6 separate regions of the Mus musculus genome follow, and regions 2, 3, 4, 5 and 6 are each linked to region 1. The links are chromatin contacts, called in public HiCAR-type and promoter capture Hi-C maps. All regions are on one chromosome and are shown on one strand. The core of a region is the stretch at or near the end of the contact, and the rest is flanking DNA. Distances in the headings are between cores, read along the strand shown. Region 1 holds the start of Rfwd3 (ring finger and WD repeat domain 3). Region 2 holds the start of Tmem170 (transmembrane protein 170). Region 3 holds the start of Adat1 (adenosine deaminase, tRNA-specific 1). Region 4 holds the start of Chst5 (carbohydrate (N-acetylglucosamine 6-O) sulfotransferase 5). Region 5 holds the start of Cfdp1 (craniofacial development protein 1). Region 6 holds the start of Gabarapl2 (gamma-aminobutyric acid (GABA) A receptor-associated protein-like 2).

The links. Promoter capture Hi-C pulls out the DNA fragments that hold promoters and counts their contacts. HiCAR-type assays count read pairs that join an accessible place to other places.
Region 2: a contact with region 1 is called in a promoter capture Hi-C map of erythroid cells, with 6 times the contacts expected there. The contact joins the promoter of Tmem170 here to the promoter of Rfwd3 in region 1. A contact is called at or near these places in 2 of 39 promoter capture datasets (erythroid cells and pre-B cells), 1 of 484 Hi-C or Micro-C datasets (CD8 T cells) and 1 of 9 other capture datasets (adipose tissue).
Region 3: a contact with region 1 is called in a promoter capture Hi-C map of neutrophils, with 7 times the contacts expected there. The contact joins the promoter of Adat1 here to the promoter of Rfwd3 in region 1. A contact is called at or near these places in 4 of 39 promoter capture datasets (the C10 cell line, liver, neutrophils and 1 more), 6 of 484 Hi-C or Micro-C datasets (CD4 T cells, embryonic stem cells and epiblasts), 1 of 115 datasets of contacts at active chromatin or transcription factors (embryonic stem cells) and 1 of 9 other capture datasets (liver).
Region 4: a contact with region 1 is called in a promoter capture Hi-C map of liver, with 2.3 times the contacts expected there. The contact joins the promoter of Chst5 here to the promoter of Rfwd3 in region 1. A contact is called at or near these places in 2 of 39 promoter capture datasets (hippocampal neurons and liver), 1 of 115 datasets of contacts at active chromatin or transcription factors (embryonic stem cells) and 1 of 9 other capture datasets (adipose tissue).
Region 5: a HiCAR-type map of fibro-adipogenic progenitors shows a contact between it and region 1, with 4 times the contacts expected there. The contact joins the promoter of Cfdp1 here to the promoter of Rfwd3 in region 1. A contact is called at or near these places in 1 of 39 promoter capture datasets (liver), 2 of 484 Hi-C or Micro-C datasets (embryonic stem cells and olfactory sensory neurons) and 1 of 115 datasets of contacts at active chromatin or transcription factors (fibro-adipogenic progenitors).
Region 6: a contact with region 1 is called in a promoter capture Hi-C map of pre-B cells, with 4 times the contacts expected there. The contact joins the promoter of Gabarapl2 here to the promoter of Rfwd3 in region 1. A contact is called at or near these places in 6 of 39 promoter capture datasets (the C10 cell line, erythroid cells, liver and 2 more), 2 of 115 datasets of contacts at active chromatin or transcription factors (embryonic stem cells and memory CD8 T cells) and 1 of 9 other capture datasets (liver).

The regions. Positions count from the first base shown.
Region 1 is chr8:111,298,282-111,302,110 of GRCm38.p6, forward strand. It overlaps Rfwd3 (ring finger and WD repeat domain 3), which reads right to left and starts at 1,941. Exons shown (of 13, transcript NM_146218.4): 1 at 1,854-1,941. The coding sequence starts at 1,899.
Region 2 is chr8:111,875,115-111,878,747 of GRCm38.p6, forward strand. Tmem170 (transmembrane protein 170) reads right to left here and starts at 1,561. Exons shown (of 3, transcript NM_025781.2): 1 at 1,389-1,561. The coding sequence starts at 1,521.
Region 3 is chr8:111,990,332-111,994,120 of GRCm38.p6, forward strand. It overlaps Adat1 (adenosine deaminase, tRNA-specific 1), which reads right to left and starts at 1,971. Exons shown (of 10, transcript NM_013925.5): 1 at 1,850-1,971; 2 at 1-81. The coding sequence starts at 42. It overlaps Kars (lysyl-tRNA synthetase), which reads right to left. Exons shown (of 14, transcript NM_053092.3): 14 at 3,108-3,375. The coding sequence ends at 3,277.
Region 4 is chr8:111,908,166-111,911,824 of GRCm38.p6, forward strand. Chst5 (carbohydrate (N-acetylglucosamine 6-O) sulfotransferase 5) reads right to left here and starts at 2,034. Exons shown (of 2, transcript NM_019950.2): 1 at 1,967-2,034.
Region 5 is chr8:111,852,082-111,855,843 of GRCm38.p6, forward strand. It overlaps Cfdp1 (craniofacial development protein 1), which reads right to left and starts at 2,256. Exons shown (of 7, transcript NM_011801.2): 1 at 2,063-2,256. The coding sequence starts at 2,126.
Region 6 is chr8:111,939,379-111,943,135 of GRCm38.p6, forward strand. Gabarapl2 (gamma-aminobutyric acid (GABA) A receptor-associated protein-like 2) reads left to right here and starts at 1,325. Exons shown (of 4, transcript NM_026693.5): 1 at 1,325-1,474; 2 at 1,782-1,837; 3 at 3,124-3,296. The coding sequence starts at 1,441.

The DNA.
Region 1 (3,829 bases), core at 691-3,190:
AGCTTAGCACTAACCTAGCATACACAAGGCCTTTGGATTTATCCCAGCACATATGCAATTGCAACAAAGCCAAGATGGCTGGACTTGGTGACATATTGTAATCCTAGCCCCTAGAGGGTGAAGTCAGAGGCAGGAGAATGGCAAACTGTACTCGCCCGAACTACAATGCAGGTTTCCAAACAGCCTGAGCTATTTAGCAGGGTCTCATTTTAAGAAATAATTTTTAAAAAGATTTATTTATTTTATGAATATGAGTACACTATTGCTGTCTTCAGACACACCAGAAGAAGGGCATCAGATCTCATTAGGGTGGTTGTGAGCCACCATGTGGTTGCTGGGATTTGAACTCAGGACCTTTGGAAGAGCAGTTAGTGGCTCTTAACCACTGAGCCATCTCTCCAGCCCTTAAGAAATAAATTTAATTAACTAAAAAATAAAGTCTAAGATTCATTAGACCTGAGTAATAAATGCAGGTTTTTTTTCTTATTCTAATTTTTAGCACTGTTCAGTATTTTAAAATAAAACTTCCTTCCATGGCATGTCTAGAGAGCAACCAGTTCTGATTTCAACTAGAAGGTAACAGCAGTGAAGTTCACACAGCATCCATTGACTGTCACTGCTGGTGCTAAATAATACTGATCGTGTCTTCCACTTCTCAAAAACACAAGGAAAAAAAGTCCAAAATGATAAACCAAAAGCTACAATCAAGAATATACCAGGAGCTGTTCACTACTAAAACTCTAGCAGACTTCTAGAAAAGAATCTTATCAATTTTAAATTTTTATGCAAAAAAGGTGATAGGCTTTAAAAATTAAGCTCTTCACTACTCAAAAATATGTGAACTGATGCTTTTAATATGGCTCTAAAGTTTAACGACATCCTCACAAGAATTATCTTTTAAAAATAGCTCCCCCCCCCCATACTCCTTGCATATTTCCTCAAAACTGTAATTCCATCATTAGAGAGAGAGAGGAGGATTGCCTCAAGTTTGAGAGCAGTCCGGATTCCAGAGGGGGACTGTCACAAATAAGCATGCCTAAGTTAGGTCTAGATGCACTTAACTGTCCTCTCTGAACAGTGCTTCTTACAGGCTGCTATTTAAAGTTTACAATTTAGTTCCTCAATCACACACACACACACACACACACACACATCCAAAAACAAAACACGTTCCCCAAATCCTGGGCTCGTGCTCGTATGAGCCCCTTCTTTAAGTGACACAAACGCTAGTCCGATGGCCCCGAAAAGTCAGCGGCCCTCAGACCGTGAACTCCACCTCTGCCCCCCACCCTTGCTAAGCTTTGGTTTCGATAAACACAGAAGGCGGGAGCGACGGCTGCCCCAATAAACAGGTCGCCGGGAGCCCGCGGGGATTCAGTCAGACCCGGGTTCGTATCCAGGCTCGCCCTGTTAGTAGCTGCGGAACCAAAGTTAAGTTTCCTAACCTGTCTGCCCACGCCCGCCTCCCCGCAGGAAGAGGAGAATGAAAATATCCTTCGGTCGCAGTTCCGCTGCGGTGATAAAAGTTAAAACAGCGAGCGACAAGGGTCAAAGAGTCAGTCACCGGGGCTCGACCCGCGCGGGAAGCACCCGGAGAACGACTCCGTGGAGGGTCCGCAATCGGTGCGAGCCGAGCCCCGTCTCAGCTCCTCCCGAGCTCTCCCCCACCCCCCATTCCTCAGGAAAGGAGGAGGAAGAAGGTCGAGGTCCTCAGGCCGGACCGAAGGAGACCGCCGAGCTCCCAGCGCGCCCTCCGCCCACCTCGCTGGGCCCCGTGAGCAGCCGCAGAGCAAGGGACCACCACCCGCATCCAGAGGCCCCCAGGGCGGAGAAGAAGCAGGGAGCAGCCTCACCTGAGGGGACCAAGTCGGACGCCTGGCCGACCGCGACTTCGGCCATCGTTACCGCGCATCCCCTACTGCGCACCCGCTCCGCCCGCGCCCAGCAGCTCTTCTGGACCCTGAGGCGCCCCCGCTGGAGCCGCGGCTCGGCGAGCTCCTATTGGCCAGCCACTGCGGACGGCGACCAATCTCTTCTCTTCTTCTTCCGTCGGTCGCCGCCAGCTGAAATAGTGGCGCCCTCATTGGTCAGCCTTTGATACATTTCTGGGCGAGAACCTCCGGCCAAGGCGCCTCCTGCAATTGGTAGTCGTGCGGAGTCCGCCATCTCGCGCCCCTTCCTTTGAACTGTTCGGCGGGAAGAAGCCCTGAGGAAGAGAGTTGGTTTTTTTTTTTTTTTTTTTCCCCTTCCTCTTCTACTGAGAGTGAAAAATGTTAAAAGTGGCCGGGCGGTGATGGCTCACGCCTTTAATCTCAGGGAGGCAGAGGCCAGCCTGGTCTACAAAGTGAGTTCCAGGACAGCCAGGGCTATACAGAGAAACCCTGTCTCGAAAAACCAAAAAAAGAAAAGAAAATAAAGAAAGAAAGAAAATGTTAAAAGTGACTTCCCGGGGGCTGGGGAGATGGCTCAGTGGTTAAGAGCACTGACTGCTCTTTCAGAGGTTCTGAGTTCAAGTCCCAGCAACCACATGGTGGCTCACAACCACCTGTAATGGGATCAGATGCCCTCTTCTGGTGTGTCTGAAGACAGCAACAGTGTACTCATATACATAAAATAAATAAATAATTCTTTAAAAGTGACTTCCCCTGCTTCTTCCTAAGGTTTTATTAAAGAGTTTATCGATGATTTTAAAAGTTTGTCCCCAGAGTTCCAGAGCCTGTAGAGTCTCTCATTGGGTTGAGCAACTTGTCCGCAATGGTCGGAAAAAAAAATTTTTTTTTTAAATCTTGCACAATGTCTTCAACTTGAAAACTACTATGATAAATGGCTTGGAAATATAAATTGTCACGTAAGATTTTCCAAACATGTTTCTGAAGAAGGAAATCTTACTTAAAGGTCTTTAAACAAACAAACAAACAAACAAACAACCCAAAAGCCCTCTTCACAGTGCTGAGGGGATGGCTCAGTGGTTAACATCACTGTAATGCTCTTCCAAAAGTCCTGAGTTCAATTCCCAGGAACATGGTGGTTCACAAACATCAGTGGGATCTGGTGCCCTCTACTGGTGTGTCTGAGGACAGCAACCGTGTACTCATATACAGAAAATAAGTAAGTGCTGGGAACGGAGCCTGGGGACTAGCAGCCAGTTTTCTACCTGTGAGCCACTTCTTCAGTTCCCCGTGTACCGACAGTTATCCTTTCCCTTTTCTTGCTATCAGAACAAGCTGCTGCTGGTGTCCCGAGTGGCTAAAATAAGGAGAAAGGATTTTTGTTTGTTTGTTTGTTTGTTTGTTTTTCGATACAGGGTTTCTCTGTATAGCCCTGGCTGCCTTGGAACTCACTTTGTAGACCAGGCTGGCCTCGAACTCAGAAATCTGCCTGCCTCTGCCTCCCGAGTGCGGGGATTAAAGGAGTGCGCCACCACGCCCAGCAGGAGAAAGGATTTTTTTATTTTTGTATGTACACGGATATTTTGTGGACCAGGAAGAAAAATCTTGAACGGTTCTCTTTGTTGGCTAATTACACAATGAAAGGAAGCAAACAGAAAATTTGACTCTAGCCATCAAAGTCTTTATTAGCTTTATGTAAAATATTTAAATATAGGACTGGAGAGATGGCTCAACAGGTAAGAGCACTGACTGATCTTCCGAAGGTCCTGAGTTCAAATCCCAGCAACCACATGGTGCCTCACAACTACCCGTAATGAGGTCTGATGCCCTCTTCTGGTAAGTCTGAGGTCAGTTACAGTGTACCTATGTATAATAAATAAATCTTTAAAAATTATTTAAATATAGATAAGAAACGTAAATATATCTTGAATTCCTTTTCT
Region 2 (3,633 bases), core at 311-2,810, 580 kb after region 1:
GACTAGAGAAAAATTTAAATAAGGCCTATTTAAATAACATCCCTTTATCCGTGTTATGGATTTTAGAAGTGATCTGACTTGGGGGCACCGTGACAGTGACAGGACACACATCCCTGGTTCAGAAGTTTTGAGCTCAAGAATCCTAATGTCTCGTCTTCCGCAGTGCAGGAAGTTAAATTGTGATGTGTACACACATGCACATTGATGTGACCAAGGCTGTAAAACCAGAATAGTCCTGCTTTGCATGAGACATCCATCAACACCAGCCAAATATACAACTGTGGCCCCATAATCTAGCCTACCATCTAGGCCTACCTAACCCCACCTATGATGGTCTCACAAGTGCCTAATGAGCCTCAGCTTTTAAGTAGACATGTGACTTTTACCACCCGAACTAAGCATATGGGTACTTGTTATTCTCTGTTTCGCCTTCTCAGGTTTGGAAATCTCCTTAATAGTTGGGAGAGAAGTAAGAAAATGAGTTAGAACAGACTCACTGAATCCTAGGAAAGAAAGAACCCTTCATCTTTTGGAGAAGGTCGCCAGAATGCTGTGTGTCTGTGTGTTTACTTATTTGTAATCACTTTCAGATTTGTTTGTTTATTTATATATGTATTTATTTGTAATCACTGTCAGGTGGGACACTAGTACTTCTGGAAACAATCTGAACTCCCAGACTCTTTTCTTGTGGGCAGGATCACAAGCTAACATCTTCAGCTGCCACAAAACAAAAAGGCAGCCACCTTGTCAGCTACTACACAGGCAGGTCCCAGGTGTCCACCGAGAGGCGCCTGGCAGTCGCTGCCCAGTAGATGAGACTCACAGGTGTCTGGTCGAAGGTTGCAGTCAGCAATCCCACCCGTCATCCTCTTTTACAACGTCACTGGGTTAGTTTCTCTTTGCGGCAGTGTCCTAATACCCCTACCCCCCCACACCCCACCCCACCCCCGCCTCTGTCGTCTTGCCTTCAAAAACCCAAAGCAATCATGCCCTCCCCTGAGGGCCTTTATTAATAACCTCAGGGGATCATTCTCTTCTCCACAACTTTCTGAATTGTAGCAGTTCTACAATGTAAATGTAACTTTAAAAGCCCTCCTGGCAGAAGGCGGCGAAGCCCGGGTAAGAGCTAAGAGCAATTTAGAAGTTCTGTCTTAAGTTCTTCTAGGTGCGGGTGGGGGAATCCGCAACAGGTCTGAGCAGGCTGGTGGGAAAGTGGGTGTAGGACAGAGTCAGAGGACAGCGTCAGCACACAGGCTCTCAGAGGAAGGATACTAGCAGTCACTAGGACTGGACAGCCGTCGCCCCAAGTGCGATTCCAGGGCTGCCTCGGCCTCGCCCTGGGAGGCAGGCGACAGGTGCGCAGTGCGCAGGCGCGGGGCGGGGCGTACCTGGGAAGGAGCAGAGCGAAGTGGAGTTGGGGCACAGGGTCCCGTTGCCCACCCGCGGCACGAGCTTCAGGCTGAGGATCTGCTGCAGGAGCCCGGCTGAGCCGCCGCCACCGCCGCTCCCCTCGCGCTCCATCCCGCCGCCATCCACCGCCCGCCGCGCCGCGGAGTACCGCACCTCCGCAGCCACGGCGTCACCTTTGGCCGGCCCTCTTCTCCCGCCCACTCCAACGGCGCTGCTAGAGTAATCGTTTCTCCTTCCAATCACAGGGCGCCGCAGATGGAGGGGGCGGGGTAACGGTTGTTCCCGCCCCCTGGCGCTGCGTTCGATTAGAGAAACCCACGGCATGCTGCGCCCCTAGTGGCAAGTTTCTTCTGCTCCATCTGGGTGTGTTGGGCTCTGCCCTCTTTAGTGCCACCTTTAAGTAGGACAAGTCCGGTGAGATTGCTCAGCGGGTAGAGGCGAGGTGTTTGCCTCCAAGCATGAAGGATTTGCCTTCCATCCCTAGGACTCATATGGTGAAAGGTGAGAACCAACTCCCATGGTTGTCTTTTTACCTTCACATACACATAGACTCACATACATTTTAAAATAGTATACAAGGATACATCACCAAAAATAAAAATTAAGTGACCACTAGCCTACTCAAATTTCTCTGTAGGACTGAATATGTATTGACAGAGAACCAGCCTAGCTGCACATCCCTAGATTCCAACCCCAGTTGCTTAGCCTGTCAAAGTCTATAGGTTCGCTGGGCGGTGGTGATACGTGCCTTTAAACTCAGCACTCAAGAGGTAGAGGCAGGCAGCTTTCTGAGTTCGAGGCCAGCCTGCTCTACTGAATAAGCTCCAGGACAGCCAGAGCTACATAGAGAAACTCTGTCAAAACCAAAACCAAAGCAAATACAAGACAAAACAAAAGACTGTAGGTTCAACTTCCGAACAACCAACAAGCAAAAATAAGACTTTTTAAATGGACCAAAACAGAGGCAGGCGGATTTCTGAGTTCGAAGCCAGCCTGGTCTACAAAGTGAGTTCCAGGACAGCCAGGGCTATACAGAGAAACCCTGTCTCGAAAAACCAAAAAGAAAAAAAGGACCAGAAATTCTCTAAGTCACAGAAGTTGAAACTTTTAGGAGCTGTGACCTGAGTTCCATCTCAGGAGCCCACGTGGTAAAAGAGAACCCATAACTGCAAGTTGTCCTTTGACCTGCACAGGTTCCCACACACATATGGCCATGGCTCTCCCTGGTTGTAAACTTGACGACGCCTGGAATGAACTAAAACCGCAATGGCTGGCGAAACCTGTGAGGGATTTAAAGTAGCAATACCTATAATCTGGATCTTTGAGGTGGAAAATCCACCTTTGATCTGAACCACGCCATCTACCGGTTTGAATATGCTTAGCCCATGCGAAGTGTGGCACGTATTAGGAGGTGTGGCCTTGCTAGAGGAAGTGTGCCACTGGGTAGGCAGGCATTGAGGTCTCCTAGTGTTTAAGCTCCACCCCAGTGCGGAGGAGACAGTTTCTCCTGCTGAGATTCTCTCAGCTCCCTCTCCAGCATGCCTGCTGCCCTGCTTCCTGTCATGATGATAATGGACTGAACCTCTGAAACTGTAAGCCAGCCCCAATGAAATGTTTGCCTTTATAAGAGTTGCTTCGGTCATGGTGTCTCCTCACAGTAGTAAAACCCAAACTAAGACACTGGCATTAGAACCTATTTAGAGATTCCAGTGTATACTGAAAGACCAGCGGGGTCATCCAGCCCCATGGACTGAACAACTCCTGGACTCTGGGCCTTCCATTAGTAGACAGCCATTGCTGGATTAGCTGGACCACTTCCTGTAAGCCACTCTATAAATCATATATATACATATATATATATATATGATACATTCAATAAATAATTTAACATATTCATTAATAAATATAAATATTTAAGTTCTCTCCCTCTGCAGAATCCAGACTAATACACATATATAATAAATCAATAACTTTAAAACCTTTTACAGCAACTGTTTTTCAGTATATTTAGACATCTTGTCAGCATTTTAGATTTTGTAGGATTTTTGCTTTTACAGGATAGCATGAACAATGCCAACAGCCCTTTCCCATAAGTGTGCTATATCCATTAATGCCCAGATGTTCACCTCCCTCCCAAAGGAAAGAAGTTAAAGTTGGGTTGGTTATAGCTCTGAGAGACGCCTTGCCTCATATGCCTGCAGCTCTGGGTTTGATCCCCAGCAC
Region 3 (3,789 bases), core at 721-3,220, 690 kb after region 1:
GTGTGCATAGCACAGCTGAGCGATCTCATCCGCGGTCCACATAGGTGGAGCTGGAGCTGAGGCCACTATAGAAAGCCAAATCTATCAGAACAGAAAGGAGAAACAGCGTAGTAAGATAGAACCTCACTCCAACACTCCAGCCATCTCTAGTGAAGCCCCACGGTGCTCAGACTAAGGTTGTTTTTTTTTTTTTTTTTTCTTATTAACCTCCCTCCCTTCCCATCTTTAATGAAGAGTGAAGCCCAGGGGCCGGGCGTGGTGGTGCACGCCTTTAATCCCAGCACTGGGGAGGCAGAGGCAGGTGGATTTCTGAGTTCGAGGCCAGCCTGGTCTACAAAGTGAGTTCCAGGACAGCCAGGGCTACACAGAGAAACCCTGTCTCAACAAACAAAACAAAACAAAAAACAACAAAAAAAGAGTGAAGCCCAGAAGACAAGCTATTTCTTCAAGATCAACACAAATGATAAGTTAATGAATGTGGCCATTCTATGTTTTACACTGTCCTCTCAGATTTCAGCTTGCTTTGGGCATGTTAGCACCTTACAAGGTTTCTTTTGAGACAAATGTTCTTTTCCTCCGTTTCTAATCTACCTCACTCCAGCAAATTTCCAAAGTCTCTCACTGAAAGCTCTCACAGCAGCTGTGTTTAAGGGTGTGGGCATGGAGTTATACTTTCTAGGTTTCAATCTCAGTTTTAATACAGATGAACTGTGTGATTCCTGGGTAATTAGTTTTCACATCTGTTAAAACATGACTAATAGTATTTAACATTTTTTTTTCTAGACAGGGCTTTTCTGTGTAACAGTCCTGGCTGTCCTAGGACTTGCTCTGTAGACCTGGGTGCCCTGGAACGCACAGAGATCACCTGCCTCTGCCTCCTTTGTGCTAGGATTAAAGGCACGTGCCACCTAGCTAGTATTTAACATCTCTTATAAATACTTAAAAAGGCAAATGTCTATATACTGTGATTAGCATTCAGAAGATACAACATTTGGTGATCTGGGAAATTTGTATTGGTGGCAGAAGAGAAGCAATGTAACGGGCACACCAAGCCACTTCCATACAACCTAACAGAACATTATGCAGATCAGATCTGAAAGAGGCCTACAGTTGGCAGAAGAAATTCTCTCACTCTTGGCTGTTAGCGCTCACTGGATATAGCTCGACTTCAGTCGATTATATAAAAAGCTCCGTAGATGAGCTCACGCGATGGCTAGAGATGGCAGAGCATTTGTAGAATAAACAACAGAATTGTTTTTTTTGTTAGTTTGTTTTTTTTCTGAGCTCTGATGCGATGTTTTGGCAAGGTATTTCTAAGACTTCTGCAAAATGCAGGCACATTTTGCAGTAAATGGTAATGACTATTCTGGCAGGGGCTGACAGAGATTGTAACTTTCAAGTCTAACGCAGAGAAGTCTTGTATTTCTAGAAGGAATCCCAGAATCCTGTTAGTTCCTGATAGGCATCACAGAAGTTTATTTTATGAAGGTAGCCATCTGCCATTAAATTCGAGGTACACATTAGAACTACAAAACAAGGGGACGAAGCGGTCCAAACTACATCACGTCATTCACGCAGTTGTCGAACGTTTCGATATTTTGGGTCCGCTGTAATTCATCTCTACAACCCCAGGGCTCCTTCATACGAAGCAGCTCACAACAGGTATTGCTTTGGCTAAAAATAACAGTGCAAAGGTTGAAAAAACAAACAAACACTTCTTTTCCCACCCTTCCTACCGCAGGGCTGGAGAGCCTAGCAGGGCTGAGACCCCTCCCCGTGGGAGCAGTGGACACAGGTCCTCACAGTCTCCCCCCACCGCCCTCCCCTCGGCCAACTGTGTAGAGCTAACCCCGAGACGCCGATCCGGAGTCCCTCACACCCTATTATCCACGCGCCGCAACCTCCACGCGATGCCCCTCTACCGCCACGCTCGTTTAACCAGGTTGCGCAGCGGAAGTGACGCCCTAGAGGGCCGCTCCGGTCAAGCTCTGCCCGCAAAGCACGCTGGTCTTTGTAGTCTGTGGGAACGGTGCAAAGGGGAGGAAGCCGCCTCCGCAGCAAAGACCGACTTAGCTCGCATCTCATCAAAATTTTGAACAGAACTATAAGCAGATCCTCTGACAGTTTCTCACCTCAGTCATGGGCTTGGATGACCTGGCCCTCACTCATTTCTCTCATAACCCATTGTTATTCTTCAAATCGTTTCTTTTTTTTTTTTTTTTTTTTTCGAGACAGGGTTTCTCTGTGTAGCCCTGGCTGTCCTGGAACTTACTCTGTAGACCAGGCTGGCCTCGAACTCAGAAATCCACCTGCCTCTGCCTCCGGAGTGCTGGGATTAAAGGCATGAGCCACCACTGCCCGGCTCTTCAAATACAGTCTTATGGACATATATGCATGTATATATTTTAAAAGATTTATGTGCGTGTGCCTGTATCAATTGTCAATTTGTGCACATATGTGCATGCAAATGCCCAAGGCAGCTAGAAAAGGGTATTGGGAACTGGATCACGGTTGCAAGCTGCCTGACACACGGGTGCTGGGTACTGAAGCCTGGTCCTCTGTAAGAGCATCAATCCCTTGCAGCACTGAGCCATGTCTCCTGTACTGCAGTCTAAGTCTGCCTCCAGCCAAAAGGAACCTGCACTGGATCTGGTCTGGTTCTCCCTCAACTCTGCACTCAAGCCCTAAAGAAAATAAAAGGGATTTTTATGGAAGAAGTGACTTGACTTTTGTTCTCTGGTTGTTTCCAGTATTTCAGCACAATGGCTCATACTGAATAGACAGACATTAATATACATTTATTAGAGATTCTGACTGCAGGTGGGGCCGAGAAGTTGGCTTAGGAGTTAAGAGCACACCCTGCTCCCATGGGGCTGACCTTCGTTTTTCAGCCTCCGTGCTGGGCAGCTTACAGTGCCTGTAACTCTGGCTCTAAGGGACCCAACATCTCTGGCCTCAGGGCACCTGCACTCTAAATGCACACACACACACACACACACACACACACAATTGATAATAAAAATAAATCTTAAAAAGAATACAATGACAGAGCTCTAATTAGACCACTCATCAGACCAGCAGCCCGGGGGAGAAAAAGTAACACTGCATGGGTAAAGAGAGAAATGATTTATTTGGTAACGAGGAATAAAAAGAACTTCTTTAGTTCTTCTCTCTTGTGGAGGTTGGACTGCAGTGGCCAGATGGACGGCGCCACACAGGAATCGCTCCCTCAGACCAGATCTGCTGAGATGCAGACACCATAGTTGCATGTGCCTTCTAGACAGAGGGGCTGGCCTCTGTGCTCTCTGGGGTTTCAGTGGTCGCTGCAGTTTCCTTCTTGTCCTCTGGCTTCATGGCAGGAAACAGAAGTACTTCCTAGAGAAGAGGAAAGAGAAGCACTTCCTGAGAAGAGCAGAGCATCTGCCGAGGTTCAGAAGCACCAGGAGCCGGGCTCAGTGGAACTCAGGAGGCGGGGGCAGGCAGACCTCTGCGACCCGACTTCAAGGCCAGCCTGGTCTCCATATGGTTAAGTTCCAGGACAACCAGACTATGTAGTAAGACCCCGCCTTTCAATAACAGGGCACTATGGATTTTTCTCCCCACTATCCTACTTTTGCTGTTGCCTGATGTTACAAAATCTAGAAGTACGCATCCAGACAAGGACACAGAACCTGCTAGGGTCCCATGCCAAAAGAACGTAAAATTGAGTTCCCGGTGCTAGAGATGGCTCAGCCATTAAGAGCACTTGTTCTTGCAGAGGGCCGAGATGTGGTTCCCAGCAGATACATG
Region 4 (3,659 bases), core at 784-3,283, 610 kb after region 1:
TGTTTTTTACTTTAGATTGATAAAACAGAGGACATAGTATCCCTAACTTACGGGCTCCGACTCAAGACGGGGATGCTCATATTTCTAAAGCACTTAAAATAACACTAGTCTTAGCCGGGCAGTGGTGGCGCATGCCCTTAATCCCAGCACCTGGGAGGCAGGCAGATTTCTGAGTTCGAGGCCAGCCTGGTCTACAGAGTGAGTTCCAGGACAGCCAGGGCTATACAGAGAAACCCAGCCTCGAAAAACCAAAAAACCAAAACCCAAAAAAAAACCACAAAAAAACCCAAACAAACAAAAAACCAACCAACCAAACAAACAAACACCCCAAAAAACAAAAAACAAAACCACTAGTCAGGTGATCTTGTGATCTGAGTCATAATTATATTATTCTATGAACCTAAGAGAAATTCCTCACATAAGAAAACCCCTAGCACAGCAGTCCAGACAGACTTTGATGACCCTCTGACTCTAACAAAAGGCAGCTAGTACAGGCAGAGAAAACACAAGTGCACACAACACAGAAGACTGAGAAATCATGGCTGGAAGCCTGGCTTTTGGGTTCATAGCCTATGTCAGATTCCTTCGTAAAATGAGACTAGAACGAGTCACCCCACCCACTGTCTTCTCTTCCCTGTATGTAGCTCTTTCTGCACCCGGGCTTCCAGTCAGCCTAGCCCCAGCCTCCCCCCCTACCCCCCCCCCCCCCCCCCCCCCCGTGTTCGAGCCTCAATTCCCTCATCTTTAAAAAGACAGCATTTAGCCGGGCGTGGTGGCGCACGCCTTTAATCCCAGCACTCGGAAGGCAGAGGCAGGTGGATTTCTGAGTTCGAGGCCAGCCTGGTCTACAAAGTGAGTTCCAGGAAAGCCAGGGCTACACAGAGAAACCCTGTCTCAAAAAAAAAAAAAAAAAAAAAAAAAAAAAAAAAAAAAGACAGCATTTGGTGTATTTAGCTAAGAGCATGGCAACACAGTCCTGTAATCCCAGAATTTATGAGTTGGAGGCCAGGCCACCCTGGGCTACAGTGACAGCCTGGACCGTACCAAGTAATCAGGCCTCAAATCCCAGAACCCTTAAGCCCTCCTTCCGAAGTGTGGGGGGAATTGAATTTGTTTCCCCTTCCTGCTATGTATTAGGAGGAAAGAGAAAGGAACATTTTTTGGGGTGCGCACAGCACATACTGCGGCCAAGAAAACCCACTGCTGTGTCCAAGACTGAACATCGAAAAGCCAAGCCACTAGACCCAAATTCTAGATCTGGTTGCAAACTAATTTTTTTCTTCAGCATTCTGTGACAAAGCTCTTGAGCAAGCTTAAAATGATGCACTACTAGTGGATGGGAGAGGGAAAGGAGGGGTGAAGCCCCTGGCGGACTGACCATTTCCAAGAGCCCTGCGAACCATAACTTGTCACTATGACACACATTATACACAATTCACTCTCGCCACCAAGCCTGGCTAAGCTGTCAGACCGGTGAGCTACGAGAGCTGCGTCTCCAGTTCAGTCCAAATCCCTCCTTGAAATGGAACATCCCACCTGGAGACCTGATTACTCATCTATACCCGAAAGCTTGGAGTTTGCCCACGAACTGGCCCTGCCGCCCAGAGGAGAACCGCTCTCTCCCCAGGCTCAACAAAGACTCCTAGGACTGGTCCCTTCCGATTTCTACCCCACAAGCAGTCCTTCTTCCCTGGGAATCCACGGGGACAGACTCCGTTCTTACGATCCCACAGCGAAGAAGGGACATCCAGTGACATCGGCCCGGGAATCTAGAGGGCACCGATGGGGTACTAACATATAAGAAACACTTGGAGAAAACCAGATAGGAATCCCGGAAGAGCAGTAAGAACGAGATGTTGGGGTGCAGGAGTCCTTAGTTATCCTTAACCTTAGTTATCACGAAGACCCGGGCCCCCCACCCTGGAGCAGGCACCCCGTCCCCTCCCCCGTCCCGGCCCCGCTCTACCTGCGCTGCCCGCTGCGCTTCTGCGCTGCGCACCCAGGGCGCACACAAAGAGCCGCTCAGTCGGTGGTGGCTCTTTGCCTGGGGCCGCCGGCGGGAGCCAGGGCGGGATCGGAGCAAGGAGGCAGCCAGTTGGCCTAGGGCTCCTCTATCCTTCCCAGGCGTGACCGTGGTGGGCCACGCCCGGGGGCGGGGGAGGGGGGCGAGGGCAGGAAGGTGGAGGACACAGGTGGGCTCCCGGAACACTGACCGCCCCCCACGGGGTGGGGTGGATGGATCATCAAGCCTGCTGGCAGAGCCACCGCTCGGCCCCACTAATGGACCGAAAATATCTGTCCCGAGGGAAGAAGCTTCCAGAGGACAAAAGGCCCTTGTGCAGGAAATTGAATCTTTATCTTGCCCCCTCCTCTGAGGGTGGCATCTTTGCAACTATCCAAACAGACACCTTGATGCCAGGGGGACCAGGATGCCTCCTAAACAACAGCGGAGTCGGGAGGGGCCGAGGGAACAGGTAGTTTTTGCAGCTGCCATCCCCTTCGGGTACACGCCTCTACCCAGAGGTGCAGGTCCAGATAAACACTGGACACATCGCAGAAAAGAGATTTCTCCTCTTAACAAGTAATAGGGCAGAGCCCAAGCATATGCAGAAGGCAGGGCTTTGTGGGAGATTTGTAAATCCGTGGTGGGGGTTCAAGTCCCTTCTGGGAGCCTTTCCGGGCTTGCGGCTTGGCAAGATAAAATTAGGATCCTTAACCATGACCATGAGTTTTCTGAGCTAGTAACTTCTTTCTGAATCTATCTTAAGGAAATAAACCAACAATGAAGATTTATATATAACTTTCAAAGAAGTGGTATTTACCACAGGGGGCGGGGAAGCTACAATGAGCACAAAAATAAATAAACAAATAAATAAATAAATAGCTGCATTCTAAGAGAATGCTGTCTACTAACTTCTGGGTAAAGTTAGATGGCGGTTACTTTCTTCAGAGCTGGGTGGTAGCAGCACAGGCCTTTAATTCCAGCACACGGGATGTGAAAGTGGGTCTCTGAGTTCGAGGTCAGCCTGGTCTACAGAGTGAGTGCCAGGACAACCAGGGCTACAGAGAAACCCTGTTTTGAAAAGTAAAACAAAAATTTAAAGTCAGGTTTGGTGAATCATTCCTGTAATTAATTCCAGCACTTGAGAAACTGAGGCAGAAGGATTACCTGAAGTGTAAGACCACCCTGGGTTACATTCCAAGACCCTGTTTCCATAACATTAAATAAGTTTAATCGAGGCTCGTGAGATTTACATATTTTCTCCAGGAGACACTTTTAGAATTTACCTGGCCAAAAATGTACAAAACTTACTTTGAAATGCATGAATGTGAAGAAGTGGGGGGGGGGGGGGAGAAATGAACAGAGTAGGGGGGACCCAGGCCTCACCTCACTCAAACAGAATCTGAACGGATCAAGTGACAAAATCAGACCTTTCCCCATCCACCTTCCCGGGATGAGTAATCAACTCAGACTCTGGGTTAGAGCTCAGCTGCAATTCTGTATATATTTCCACTATTTTTCCTTTTGCCATTCTGTGCCAAGTAGGCTTAGAACCACCCAACATCTGATCTGAAAAGCTGATACTCACCAAACACAGTTGTAAGTTTCCAGCCTGAGCCTCCCACTTGCCATATGGATTCCAATGAAAAAAAATCTT
Region 5 (3,762 bases), core at 1,006-3,505, 550 kb after region 1:
CTCTGAAACTCAGTTGTATGCCTACTTTATGACTTGTTTGTTACTACTTTATTTTGTTGCTACTTTATAACTTAATTTTGCTACTGTTATGAATTATTATATAAACATCTGTGTCTGGATGGCCTTAGGCCACACTGGTGAGAGAACTTTCTACACCTAATGTTTTTGGGTTTTTTTGTTTTTTTAAAGATTTATTTATTTTATTTTATTATATGTGAGTACACTGTAGCTGTCTTCAGATGCACCGGAAGAGGGCGTCAGATCTCATTACGGGTAGTTGTGAGCCACCATTGGTTGCTAGGATTTGAACTCAGGACCTTCGGAAGAGCAGTCGGTGCTCTTAACCACTGAGCCATCTCTCCAGCCCTACCTAATGTTTTTGAGACAGTGTTTCTCACTGGACAGAAGCTCACTAAGCCAGTGAGATCCGAGGATTGCTCCTGTCAACATTCAAAAGGCCACAGTTAGAGGCACCCACAAGATACCTCCAGCTTTTCTGTGGGTGCTGGGCATCTGAACTCAGGATCTTAAGCTGCACAGCTAGCTTTCTTATCCACAACGCCTAGAGTTACTTTTCGCCTAAGCAACTACACTGGAATAAATAACTTTACGGAAACGCCTAAGCCAGGGCAAGGTACAAGATGAGAAGGGAGTATGTTTTGGTATTAAGATGTACTGGTAGTTGGGCATTGGTGGTGCACGCCTTTAATCCCAGCACTCGGGAGGCAGAGGCAGGCGGATTTCTGAGTTCAAGGCCAGCCTGGTCTACAGAGTGAGTGCCAGGATAGCCAGGGCTACAAAGAGAAACCCTGTCTCGAAACAAAACAAAACAAAAAAGACATACTGGCTGAAGTTAAGAACACGGGTTGCTTTTTCAAAGGGTCCACTTACAATCCCTAGCCCCGATTCAAGGGTCCACAATCGTCTATAATTCGACTTCCAGGGGATATTAATACCTATTCTAGGCTCTGAAGACACTAAATATACATGTAGATACATACAAATAGATGTGCATGTAGGCAAAACACTCACACACATAAATGTTTAAAAGATTTGTCTGGACCTCGCATAAGCTGGATTCTTAGTGTGCTCCTCTACCGCACCCCAAGAAAAAAAAGATAGCTAGGCCATTAAGAGTGTGCGCTTCAGCCGGGCGTGGTGGCGCATGCCTTTAATCCCAGCACTTGGGAGGCAGAGGCAGGTGGATTCGAGGCCAGCCTGGTCTACAAAGTGAGTTCCAGGACAGCCAGGGCTATAGAGAAACCCTGTCTCAAAAAAAAAAAAAAAAAAAAAAAAAAAAAAAAAAGAGTGTGCGCTTCATTCCAAAGGATCTGACTTTGGTTCCAGAGTCGGGCGGCTCACAACTGAGTGTAACTCCTTCACCTGGGGACCCGATACCCCCTTCTGTCCTCTTTGGCCACCTGAATGCACCGCCATACATACACAAAAATAATAAGGGGCTGGCGAGACGACTCAGCTCTACAACCACCTGTAACTCCAGTCCCAGAAGCCCTAGGCACACACATGATGTACAGAGACAGACAGACATTCAGGAAAAAACACTGATATACGTGCCATAAAATCTCTAAAAATAAAACTTTTGAAAAAGTTCTTAAAAGAGGACGATGGGTAGCTCCTGCAAAGAGGGAAAACACATTATCACATCAACTTTCTAACAAGCCGATCCCTTCCGAACCCAGAGGCGGACAATTGAGTTTCGGACGTGAAGGAAGCTGGCAATTCCCTAAAAACAATCTCCAATGTCCGGGTCGGCTTCCAGAACCAGCCGGTAGGTAGGTAGTACGCTCAGCCTGCGGGCTTCACGCGCCTGTTCCCGCGCTCCGAGGGGGCGGCGGCCCAGGACAGCAGCTATGCAGAACCGACACATGCGTGTTCCAGGCCGCCTGAGGGCCGGGGTCCTGATAACCCGAACTCCGGAGCCCACGGGCCGTGGGGACCTCGCGATCACGAGGCCCACGCCCTGGGGACCGTCCGGGAGAGTCTCGAGTGAGGTGTGAAGCGTGGAAACCACCCTCCTTTCGCCTCAGGCCGAATCGCTCACCGGACGGCAAGTAGTCCTCATCCTCGTCCGATGTGGAGAAGTCTTCGGAGTCGAATTCCTCCATGCTGCTGTCACTTGGGGCCTGCTACCCACACGACTGCGGCCACTGCCCCAAAATAGCGAAGCTAGATATAGGGCGAGACCATAGGGGTACAGGACCAGCAGCTAGGGCCGCCCTAGAGGCGAGCGCACATGCGCAGGCAGTGCCACGTGGTCAGAGACGACACTTCCGGCTGCTGCGATTGGTCAGTCTACACTCACCGGGCCCTTGTGGGATTCCGGACCCCCACCTCTCAGAAGCGATGCATGCTGGGGCTTGTAGTTTTCAACGGTACCGTGCGTCCTTAATGGAGAATGGCTTATCTGCGGAAATAGTACTTTCTCTTTATACTTGTCTTTTTATTTTGAAATTTGCTCACAAGCTAATATTTTTTCTAACTCTAAAATCAGAGATTAAAATGTCGCTCCCGGATATGCTCAGCGAGTAAAAACTGAAAGCTGAATAGATAGATGCTAAAGTTCCCATCAACTTTTGAGCAAGGCTGAGGCTCTGCCTTTTTGATTCAATTCTCTCGCTAGAATCGAATTCTTTAATGCAGTTTTTGTGCCTTTTCCCTGCATTTTTGTTTTTGTTTGTTTTTTTTTTTTTTCTGCCTAAAATTGCTCCCAAGAACACTACCGAAACTCTGTCTAATATTCTAAGCGCAAGAAGACTGCGACGCTCTTTCCTGAGAAACTCGGCCTGTTAAGTAAGCTACATTCAGGCCTGAGTTACAAGTACTGTTGGCAGTAAGTTCAGCATTAATGAATCAACAATCCGATAATCACTAAAAGACAAAAGGAAATCCGCTTATCTGTGAGGGAAGCCACTACACAAAGTGCTAGATTGACACTTTTGAAACAACGGGAAAGATGGATGGAAAAGCAGTTAAATTTGTGAGTATGTGAGGATTGGCGAGACGGCCCAAAGGTTAACAGTACTTGTTGCTTCTGCAGCAAAACTAGGTTTGGTTCCTAGCATCCCCAACATGGCGGTTCACTACCGCCCTGGTTCTGACCTCAATAGGCACCAGGCATGTATGTAGTACAGTGCAGCAAGCACCTTCACCCACTGAGCCATGCCCCTAGTCCCTCAGAAATCACCTTCTGCCGGGCGTGGTGGCGCACGCCTTTATATATATATATATATACACACATTTTTTTAAAACTGTGATGAGAATATAATGCATACTGTACTGAGAATAATCGAACTCTCGGAGCACATGAAGGAGGAAGATGAGGAAATCTTAGCAGAGAAATCCGTAGGAACAACCAATAGGAAATTTTAGCAGAGACATCGGGAGGACCAACCAATGCTCTGGATGAGTGGGTAAAACCTGGTGGGAGTTGACCAATGGGATGGCAATGGGAATCAGCCTAAGAGTTCACAGCCGTCAAAATATCAGTGTGGAATACATCTAAAGGGGGCTGGGGAAGGTGACGTAGAAGAATGTGACCCAATGCTTAATTGTGCCCTCAAATTTAAGCATGTCACCTCCTCTGGCCCTTATGCTGAGATGCTTAACAGAATGAGGCAGAAAGCCCTGTGTGGTGATGGCACACGATTTTAATTCCAACAATCAGGAGACAGAGACAGGGAGATCTCTGTGAGTTCAAGGCCAGCTTGATCTTCATAAAGTGTTCCAGGTCAGTCAACACTA
Region 6 (3,757 bases), core at 75-2,574, 640 kb after region 1:
TTTTTTTTTTCCAGACAGGGTTTCTCTGTGTAGCCCTGGCTGTCTGGGAACTCACTCTGTAGACTAGGCTGGCCTTGAACTCAGAAATCCACCTGCCTGCCAAGTACTGGGATTAAAGGCATGGGCCACCACACCCAGCTAACACAAAGTTTTAAAAGTTCTTTAAATTAAATTTTTTTTTCCTTAAGATTTTCATTATCTTCCCTGCATCTGGGTGTGTATGTGTATGGAGGCTTGCCACAGTGAATGCCTTGAGGCCAGAAGATAACCTTTGTAAACAGGTTGTCCTCCATCACTTGGGTCCTCAGGATTGAACTCCGTCTGGCAGGCTTGGCACCAAGCGTTTTTACCTGCTGGGAACTGAGTCTCTCCCCTCCCCCCAGTGGAAAATAACAAATACTTTCAGAATGAAGTTATAGCCACAGCATCTATCAGGAATTTCAACTGTAGGGAATGATTGATGACAAGGTTCAAACACTGGCTCTACAGATGCGGCAGATCATATAAGCACGTGGTCAGGTGGCCGATTAACTGCATATTCATGTTCTGTGTTCACCAGTGCATAAACAGATGGTGACCCAGAGCCGACTTCCTGGATGACTATGCTACGACTTGGACAGGGGTGGAACCTCGAGGCTTGTGCCTAGGGCAGGTGACACCCACAGCTCAGGGTTAGTGCCGAGCCACTCCCACTGCCAGCTCCTTCTCCTAGGGTGTCTTATGACCAGCTCTCCCAGGAATCCTCCCCGCCTGACACTGGCACTTCGCCTCTGACAGTTTCCGATAAAGAATCTCTGTGATCAGGGATATTCCGTTGACTAAATGAGTATGTGTGGTACTTGTTCATAAGTGTTCATGAATGTTTAAAATATGTATTCGTGAGTGGGAAGTGAGATTTGTTTAAATCAAATTTTAGGTGCAACAACTCCTATACTAGACCTCTAGGTGGTCACCAGTACTCGTTGCACACAGCGCTTGGAACAGGTTATCCCTCCATGCCGAGCTCCCGCCTTCTCACCCAGCCAAAAATTAATATTCATTTCTCCTTAAGCCCCAGACTTCCCCTTCCAGAGCCCTTTACAAGCGTTCCAAGCTATGAGCCATGACCTGCCTGTCATGCACAATCCTGAAACTCCATTCCAGTCACTAATTCCTAAAGTCTCCACTGTCACTCACAGACTTCCCAGCCACCTACGTCAGTCTCCATTCCCAGGAGCGCTCCTAGGTCTCCGCTTAGGCTCCGCCCTCTCACGTAATCGTAGCCTACTGAAGCTCTTACCAGGCCCGCCGGAAGCCCCGCCCCGGGAGGTTGCTAGGCTCCGGCAGCCGGAAGTCCCGCCTGTGGAGTAGTCGTCGCTGCCGCCGCCGCCTCCGTTGTTGTTGTGGTCGCTTCGCCGAAGTCCGCGGCTCGAAGAGCCGGCTCCGTCGCTTCCCGTCGCCATGAAGTGGATGTTTAAGGAGGACCACTCTCTGGGTAAGCGCGGTCGGCCTGCGGGGCCCCAGATCGCGGCCCCTCCCCCACTCCCGCCGCCCTGCCGGGCCCGCTGGGTCGCCAAGGCCCCGGCATCCTGGCGCCTCCCACGGACCCGTGTCGCCCTACGTGGATCTCGCTGGGAGTTCCTGAGGGGATCTGTGGCGAGGGACTCCGGGGCTAGGACTCGGGGCGTACGCACGCAGGCAGGTTGCGGGCGGAGAAGGGCGGACAGGAAGAAGGGGTTCCGGCAGCGGCGGCCCTGCTGTCCGGCAAGTGCGAATGTCAGCCTGGTTTTCTTCTTCCCCAGAACACAGATGCGTGGAATCCGCGAAGATCAGAGCGAAGTACCCCGACCGAGTTCCGGTGAGTGTGGACTCCCCGCCCCCTCACCCCGCTGTCACCCTTAGCGTCTAGGAGAGGTGTCGGGCGGGCGCGCTAGGCCGTGCAACAGTTGAGAACTTAAGGTCTCAAGGTGTAGCCCAGAGACCGAGGACAGCCTGGGGTTCCGCCGGCCCAAGCTTGGGGCTTAAGGGGCTGGTGCTGTCCAGGGGCACCAGTGCTGAATCTCCCGATCTAGGGCAGCAAGCTGCTTGCAGCCTCTCGGCTCCCTCACCAATTATGTAAGGAACCGTGTTCTAGGACAGGGCAACAGGTCACTGCCACTTTGGGGAATGATGGTGGAGGGAGACTGGCATTTGGGGTTGGATACGGTAGCATCCTTTCAAGGTAGTCATCTTTAACGCTGGACCTTTAACTTCGAGTTTCTCTTTACCCTGATTCTGCCATCCTTGTTTGACTAACAAATCTGAAATGCTCTCGTTTTGCCTCTAATCAATAAGTATGTTGCTTTATTTCTGCTTTCTGCCCTAGTTGGGGCGATCGTTTCTGATATCACTATTGATTTTTGAAGGACATAAAGTCTTACTATTGTAGTGCTTTGCTTGTAAACAGTCCCTTTGAGAAGCAGGAGGATAAATGTTAACTGTTCAGAGAGAAGCAACAGGCCAAATGAAAATGTCGGCTCTTGGGTGGCTGTAGTTGTATAGCTTTGCCCTTAGTTCATCCATTTCTTTCCAGTGTTGTTGGGGATTGGAATGCTCTAACAGGGTCTATCTATGGATCAAAAGATGACAGATGAAACCCTAGCCAGATCAATCTTTTCATCGGCCTAGATAAAATGTTAGAGAGCTACCCTTGCAGTGGGGTGGCACGTGCCTTCAGTCCCAACATTCAGGGGTCAGAGGCAGCTGATCTCAGAGTTTGGGGACAGCCTGGTCTACAGTTCCAGGACATCTGGGACTAACAGAGAGACCCTGTCTCTGGAAGAAGATAGAAAGCTTTGTAGCTGTGCTTCTCTTACAAACGCTGAGATCAGAAATGAGGAATATCAGTCAGCTCTGGGCCTCCAGAGCGGGGCTTCTTGAGCTGTGGGCATATTGATTTACTCATCTGTGCCGTTTCCCACACACTGCCTTGTCCACACTCTGCTCATCAGACTGGAGCAATCAAGCCCTGTGGGTAAGTGCTGGAGCTCGCTCTCCCTCGCCGTCCCTCTCACAGTGCTGGGAACCAGGTAGCAGCCTTTGTGGATTCCAGGCAAAAGTTGCTCTGTGGAGGACTGGCCTGAGCTTCTGACCCGTCTTTCCCAGGTGATCGTGGAAAAAGTCTCGGGCTCTCAGATTGTTGACATAGACAAGAGGAAGTACTTGGTCCCCTCGGACATCACTGTGGCTCAGTTCATGTGGATCATCAGGAAAAGGATCCAGCTTCCCTCCGAGAAGGCCATCTTCCTGTTTGTGGACAAGACAGTCCCACAGTCCAGGTAAGAAGTGTTTGCTAGCTGGGCCTGTGGCTTGGAAATCCATTCGCCGCTTATAAAACTCAAACCATAGGAGGTGTTCTTAGTACAACTTCTTCCTTTCCTTTTCCTTCCTTCCTTCCTTCTTTCCTTCCCTCCCTCCCTCCCTCCCTTCCTCTCTTTCCCTATCCCTCCCTCTTTCTCTCTTTTGGTTTTTCAAGATAGTTTATTTCCTCCTTTTTTTAATTAGATATTTTCTTTATTTACATTTCAAATGTTATCCGGAAAGTTCCTTATACCTCCCCCCATGCCCTGCTCCCCTACCCACCCACTCACACTTCTTGGCCCTGGCGTTCCCCTGTACTGAGGCATATAAAGTTTGCAAGACCAAGGGGCCTCTCTTTCCAATGATGGCCAACTAAGCCATCTTCTGCTACATATGCAGCTAGAGACACAAGCTCTGGGGGTACTGGTTAGTTCATTTT